Linked DNA regions of Sus scrofa: region 1 is linked to region 2. Evidence: chromatin contacts called from public Hi-C data. All regions are on one chromosome and are shown on one strand. The core of a region is the stretch at or near the end of the contact, and the rest is flanking DNA. Distances in the headings are between cores, read along the strand shown. Region 1 holds the start of LOC102163742 (ice-structuring protein 4-like). Region 2 holds the start of RPS3A (ribosomal protein S3A).

Evidence for each region. Hi-C and Micro-C count contacts between places; a contact is called where the count stands out from the background.
Region 1: a contact with region 2 is called in a Hi-C map of skeletal muscle, with 4 times the contacts expected there. The contact joins the promoter of LOC102163742 here to the promoter of RPS3A in region 2. A contact is called at or near these places in 2 of 5 promoter capture datasets (fetal liver and liver), 5 of 47 Hi-C or Micro-C datasets (epiblast stem cells, heart right ventricle, liver and 1 more) and 1 of 2 datasets of contacts at active chromatin or transcription factors (alveolar macrophages).

What each region holds. Positions count from the first base shown.
Region 1 is chr8:77,968,964-77,971,964 of Sscrofa11.1, forward strand. It overlaps LOC102163742 (ice-structuring protein 4-like), which reads right to left and starts at 1,515. Exons shown (of 2, transcript XR_002346403.1): 1 at 1,392-1,515; 2 at 191-787. LRBA (lipopolysaccharide-responsive and beige-like anchor protein) reads left to right here and starts at 1,124. Exons shown (of 57, transcript XM_021100638.1): 1 at 1,124-1,381; 2 at 1,970-2,404. The coding sequence starts at 2,189.
Region 2 is chr8:77,892,300-77,895,402 of Sscrofa11.1, forward strand. It overlaps RPS3A (ribosomal protein S3A), which reads right to left and starts at 1,441. Exons shown (of 6, transcript NM_001137619.1): 1 at 1,356-1,441; 2 at 555-658; 3 at 19-206. The coding sequence starts at 1,417.

The sequences.
Region 1 (3,001 bases), core at 265-2,764, 77 kb after region 2:
GTAGAACTTCGTAACTTTTCTTTGACCCCACCTTTTGGTTCCTTTTAACTGCGAGTTCTTTTCTTTTCTTTTCTTTTTCTTTTAACTGCGAGTATTTTAAACATTATCTATTTTTAAGGCCTTAAGGATTCAAAGAGTACCCTAAGGGTGAAAAGCTACTTTCCTCTATAATATGTTTTCCACTAATGCATCAGGAAGAATGCTTTACTGTTAATAATGTTAACAGTAACCTTAATAGTGGGAGTGGACGGGAGGGGCCCAGATTATGATGACCTGTGCTGGTTTCTATCCCCATATAATTGGTCTCTTAAACTGAGAACGATGCGAACCTAACTTTCAAATTAGAAGATCAGGAGAGGAAAAACACCCCTCAGCGATCTAGGCGCAAATTAACCCCGCCTCCACGCTGTTCGGAGCAGCTGTCCCAGGAATCCTCCTTTGCTTAGAATGTGGGAGAGGTTTGGTGGGGCGGCAGCTGTAAAGCAAGGAATCTTTCCCGTTCCTCGTCCTCAGGATCTTTAGCCCCACACCGCCTTCCGAATGAAGGTGGCAGCTGGCAGGGCATCCCAGTGGAAATCTCTTTCCGAGTTTTCGCCGGGCGCGGCAGGCGGGCAGCAGCGGCAAGCTGTCAGGGGTGGGGACTCTGCTCCCCTTAGACGAGCACGGCAGCCTCGGTGACTCCGGCGCTGCCACCTCTCTGGCTAGTAACGGTCCCTCAGGTGTCCTTCTTCGATTCCAAGAAGACACCTTGGCAGCGAGAGGCGGGTTCCGTCCGCGCCAGGAGGCTCTACGGTAACAACAACAGAAGGAGCGTCAGAATCCCCGCTCGGCACTTGCCAAGCACCTTCCCAGGCCGGGGGGCGGGCGGTGGGGAGGAGGCGGCTCCCGGAAGGAAAGGTCTTTCCCGGCCGGGCGGGGCTCACACCTGGTGTCCGTGCGGAGCGCCCGCTAAGGCTCCCGCCTTCAACCGCGGTCCTGCCAGCAAGCGGGCGTCCCCGCCGGCCCCCGCCCGGGAGGCTCCCCTCGCGTCCCCACCCAACAGCCGCCGCCAGTCGCCCCCGCCTTCGCGCGTGCCCGCCTGCCCCGCCGCCCCGCGCGCTCGCGCACGCGCACGCCGCGCCCCGAGGCCCTCGGCGCTGTCATGGCGGCGGGGAGCAGCCTCAGTTCGCACACGGACAGCCGCGCGAGCCGCGGTGGGGCAAGCTGTGGCAGTAGCATCCTCACCGCCCGCAGCAGCCGGAGCCGCGGCGTCCGTAGCGCCGGCAGCGGCTGTTTTTGCAAAGGCTGAGCGCAGGGGAGGGTCGGGCCAGGAAGCCATGGAGTTCTGTGCAGCCGCGGACTCCCGGGGAGAGGACTAGGCAAACTTGGAGGCTGCGACCAGGTGCACTGACCTCTCTCTCCTCCCTCCCCTTCTCGCCGAATCCGCCGGGCCTCCCCTTCCTTCTGGCCGCCGCACACACCTCCCTCCTCTCCTAGTTGAACCTCAGGTGCCCGAGAGGTGCTCCACTCCTCCCCCTGGGCCGAGGGTTGAGAATAATCACCGCCCCCTTCCCCGCCCTTTCCTGCCCTGGATCCCCGCCGCCACCTCTGTTTCGCGGCTGCCAGGCGGGGGCCGAGGAGAGTCCGGAGTGTCTGGGTGAGAAGGAACTTTCTACCTCTTGGGGAGCTTGGGGGCTCCCGGCTTTTCTCCAACCCCTCCTTTCCCAGCGACAGTTTCTTTTTCCGTGCACCTGTGAGGAGAGGTTGCCCTGCGCCTGGAACCTGCGAGAGTGTGGGGGAGGAGTGAACCTGTCCCCGAGCCTTTCGAACCCGCCTGCGTAGGGCACCCAGCTCCTGGAGCCGCGGGGAGGCAGGTGGCTGGGAGTGGAGCACCTTTGGGAACTTATTCGACGGACAATAACTACTCCCCTCCCCCCTCAACCTTAAAACAAAACCTAGCCTATTTAACAGTGATCTAATCTTCCAATAGGGTTTGGCGTTGTTGTCAGCCTCGGGGAGAGAGATTGGACAAATATTCTCCAAGAGAAGGAGGGCGACGCCAAGGACTTTCCACATCAACTGCTTTTGGGGTTTCTCCACAACTTGGAAGAGTGACCTTTTCCGTTTTGCTGTGCGTCTGTGTGCTTATTACTGGTGCAGCGACTCTGCCCCAGAGTGACTCCGAGTTGTCCTTTCTTGAGAACTAGCAATGGCTAGCGAAGACAATAATGTCCCTTCCCCGCCACCAACAGGTGATGACGAGGGAGGTGGAGGGAAAGAAGAAACCCCTGCAGAAGGGGGTGCCCTGTCCCTGAAACCAGGGCTCCCCATCAGAGGCATCAGGATGAAATTTGCCGTGTTGACGGGGTTGGTTGAAGTTGGAGAAGTATCCAATAGGGATATTGTAGAAACTATCTTTAATCTGGTAAGTAGATCTCTGTTTTACAAGCATGTATTCTCAGTGGGTAAGGGAACAAGACGTTAAAGCTGGAGCCATGTGCTTTACTCAGGCTGATGATAGAAACAAAATTCTTCTGACCTAAGTGAATCAATTTCTTGTATTTTTTAGCCTAGGGGGAATTTCGTAAACTTAGATAGACCTCGAGGTTTTGTGAAAGTAAACAGAGCACTTTGATCATAAGGAAATAAGTGTTGCTGTGGAAGTATTATGGGGGATTCCAGTGGAGTTTTATTCTGTAATTTTTTTTCTTGGAATGTAAAAGTCTGCATTTCTCTTTGACATTTTAAGGTCTTGTGATCTTTTTTTTTGGACTTGATAAAGTAAATGATAGTCCTGCCTACTCTTATGAGTCTGCCTAAGTTATGTTTTGCCATAAGTTTTGAACAGAACATTTTTGTTCATAGGGCTGATGAAAGATTAATTTGAAGCAAAGTTAGCATTTATATTTAATTTTGACTGGTTTTTTTTGTAGACTTAAAGTTACATTTTGGAATGAATTTAGAGTTACATCTTGTGAAAATTGAATGGCAACTTAAAAAGAGGATTGCAGCAGAAATGTAA
Region 2 (3,103 bases), core at 191-2,690:
CTCAACTTCTGTTCTCACCTGCCATTTTTTGACCATTGAGCACATCTTGTCACGGGTAAGATCCATGCCGTGGAAGTTGGTCAAGCAGTTTTTGCCCTGAACATCCTCAGTAATCAGCTTGAATTTTCTAAATGCAACTTCATCATTCTGCAGATCAGCAAGGCTCACTTCAAACACACGACCCTTGAGGCCATCAGATGCAATTTCTATAAAAACAACAATCGTGTTAACGTTAGAAAACATATTAAGGCAAGAAAGATAAATTTCATGCATTAAACTTAAACTAATAATAAAGACATTAACTTTTGTTTACCAAATCCATATGGACACCAATGACTTACTGACTGCTCATTAGAAGCTCAAAAATACGAACATTTTTTGCTAATTCTAAAAGTACCACCTCGCTTCTCCAAGTGTTGTATTAAAAACAAGCCCTAAAGGGGCCAAAGTTGTCACCAATAGCTGACATTCCCTCACCGTATCCCACCACAGAAACAAGAGTAGACCGACATATTTTTCAATTTAAGAAAAATACAGACGAAAGAGATACTCACTGGTTCCTTGAGTTCTTGTGACCAGTGTTTTCCCAATATTTCTTATATTGAACATAGCTGGTGCTTTCACATCATACCAATCTTTCTTAGAAAATGGGTCAACCCTGGATTTAAAAAAATGCTTAGGTTTTATCGCAGATAACGTAATTCGTTTTAAGCCTCCCTCAGTTTTTGTTCTAATTACTTTAAAAAACCTAGCTCTTCCCACTATATCTATTTCACTGAGCAGATGTGACACTCTGGCAAGTAAATTATGCCCCAAACACTCTCCACCCCTATCGGTCCTTCCACTATACTGACTGCATTACCTCCAAACAACTTGCACGTCTCTTCAACCTTATTGGCACATTAAGACACATACTAGTAACCTAGGCTCTTTAAGGCCTCATGCTAGCTTACGAGATCCCAGGTTCCACCTGGCCATAGCAAGGGAGGGGTGCAGCGTCCCGGGTGGACAAAAAGTTGCGTTGACAAGTCCGGCTTTTGGAGGGGCACTGATTACTCGTAGAATTTACGAGACCCGTAAGCCCACAGTAAGGAACATGCCAGGCCAGAGACGCAGCGGCACTCCCGACTCAAAAGCGGTGCGCATGAGGTCCAGAGGGCCAGCGGAAAAGCAGCCGGACCGCCGCAAAAAAACACCCAGATCCGCCACGCTCCAGTTCGGGAGTTTACTAACCCGGCACGACCCGCGCAATCCAACTAACATCCTCGCCATCCGGCCCACATCGCGATCCAGAACCCGCCCGCCGACTCCAGCAGAGCCCCTAGAAGCGGGGTGCCACGACAGCTGTCACTTACACTTTCTTCTTGGCTCCCTTTTTGCCGCCTTTCGTAAGGCGCTTATTCTTGCCAACCGCCATGGTGCTGCACAGAGAGCCAAAAGGGCGGAAGTATCACTCGCGCGAGAACTTAGGCGTGCGGGGCGGGACGTGCCGTTTACGTGACCTTTGATCTTACGTTTTCCGGCCTTCAGAACTGGGAGAGTCACGTCTCCGACTGTAGCTGCGACTGCGCCCTCGCCTGTGGGGAGGCTGCGTAGCAGGCCACTGGTCGCCGGCTGGGCGCTCCTGAGGCCCTGGCGCAGGCGGCCTGAGGTGCCTCGTGTTGGTGGACGGGGGTTTCTGTGGCCCTGACGCCCTGAAGTGAGTTTTCGTGGAAGAGGACGCCCATTCCACATCTTTCAAAGCCGAAGTCACCGTCTCACCTTCAAGCCTGTTGTCTTCTCAGGAGCGTGGGATTTGGGAGTAGATAGCATGTCTAGGTTCCTTTGCTAGTTACAGTAATATTTAGCCCTGTTGACCTGTCTGTGCTGCGATTTCCTGGTATTTAAAGTGGAGGCCAAAAAGAAAAGTGGAGGCAGAGTAGTTTTGCTCTGGCGCAGAGGGTTAAGGATCCAGCGTTATCTCTGGACGCAGGTTCGATTCCCTCCCCACCCCCACTCCCACGGCCCAGCGCAGTGGGTTAAGGTCTGGCGTTGCCCACCTATGTGACTCGGGTCACAGCTTCGGCTGCAATCCCACCCCTGGCAGGGGAATTTCCACATGACACTGGGTGCGGCCATAAAAATAATAATAATATGAGACATGAAATGGAGGCAAGGAGTTACTTGGTGGCACAGCAGATTGAGGATCTGGCGTTGTCACTGCTGTGGCCAGGGTTGCTGCCGTGGTGTGGGTTCAATTCCTGACTGAGAACTTTTGCATGCAGCGGGCGTGGCCAAAAAAAGTAAACAAAATAGAGGCAGTAAAACTAGTAGGGGTAAATAAGTGTAACTTCGGGGGTATTGGATATTGTATGTTGATATGGAAGCTGGTTAGTGGAGTATGTTCGCTTTGTGAATTTGAATCTAAAGCTGTACACTTCTGTGCGTACTTTTCTTTTTTGTTCTTGTTTTTTGTTTTAGGGCCGCGCATATGGAAGTTCCCAGGCTAGGGGTGTAATCGCCTACACCACAGCCACAGCAACTGATGGGGCTGCATCAGAAACTTAGACTGAAGCCTGCCACAGCAACTTGCTGCTCCTTAACCCACTGAGCAAGGCCAGGGATCGAACCCACTTCCTCATTGATACTATTCCGGTTTTTAATGCACTGAACCACAAAAGGAACTCACTTTGGGTACTTTTCTATTTTTTTTTTTTTTTTTTGAGTTGTGCCAATTTCTGCTATACAGCGAAGTGACTCAGTCATACATATATATACATTCTTTTTTTAATATATATTATTTTCCATAATGGTCTGTCCTAGGAGATTGGACAGAAGTTCCCTGTGCTGTACAGTAAGACCTCATTGCCCATCCATTCTAAATATAATAGTTTGCATCTACTAACCCCAAACTCTCAGTCCATCCTGCTCCCTCCCCTCTCCCCCTTGGCATCTACAGGTCTGTTCTCTATGTCTGTGAGGCTGTCTATTCTGCAGGTAGGATCATTTGTACCATATTTTATTTAGTTTTCACCTATAAGCGTTATCATACAATATTTGTCCTCTTTCTGACTTACTTCACTTTATGATGATGTCTAGTTACATTCTTTAAGTTTCTTATGCA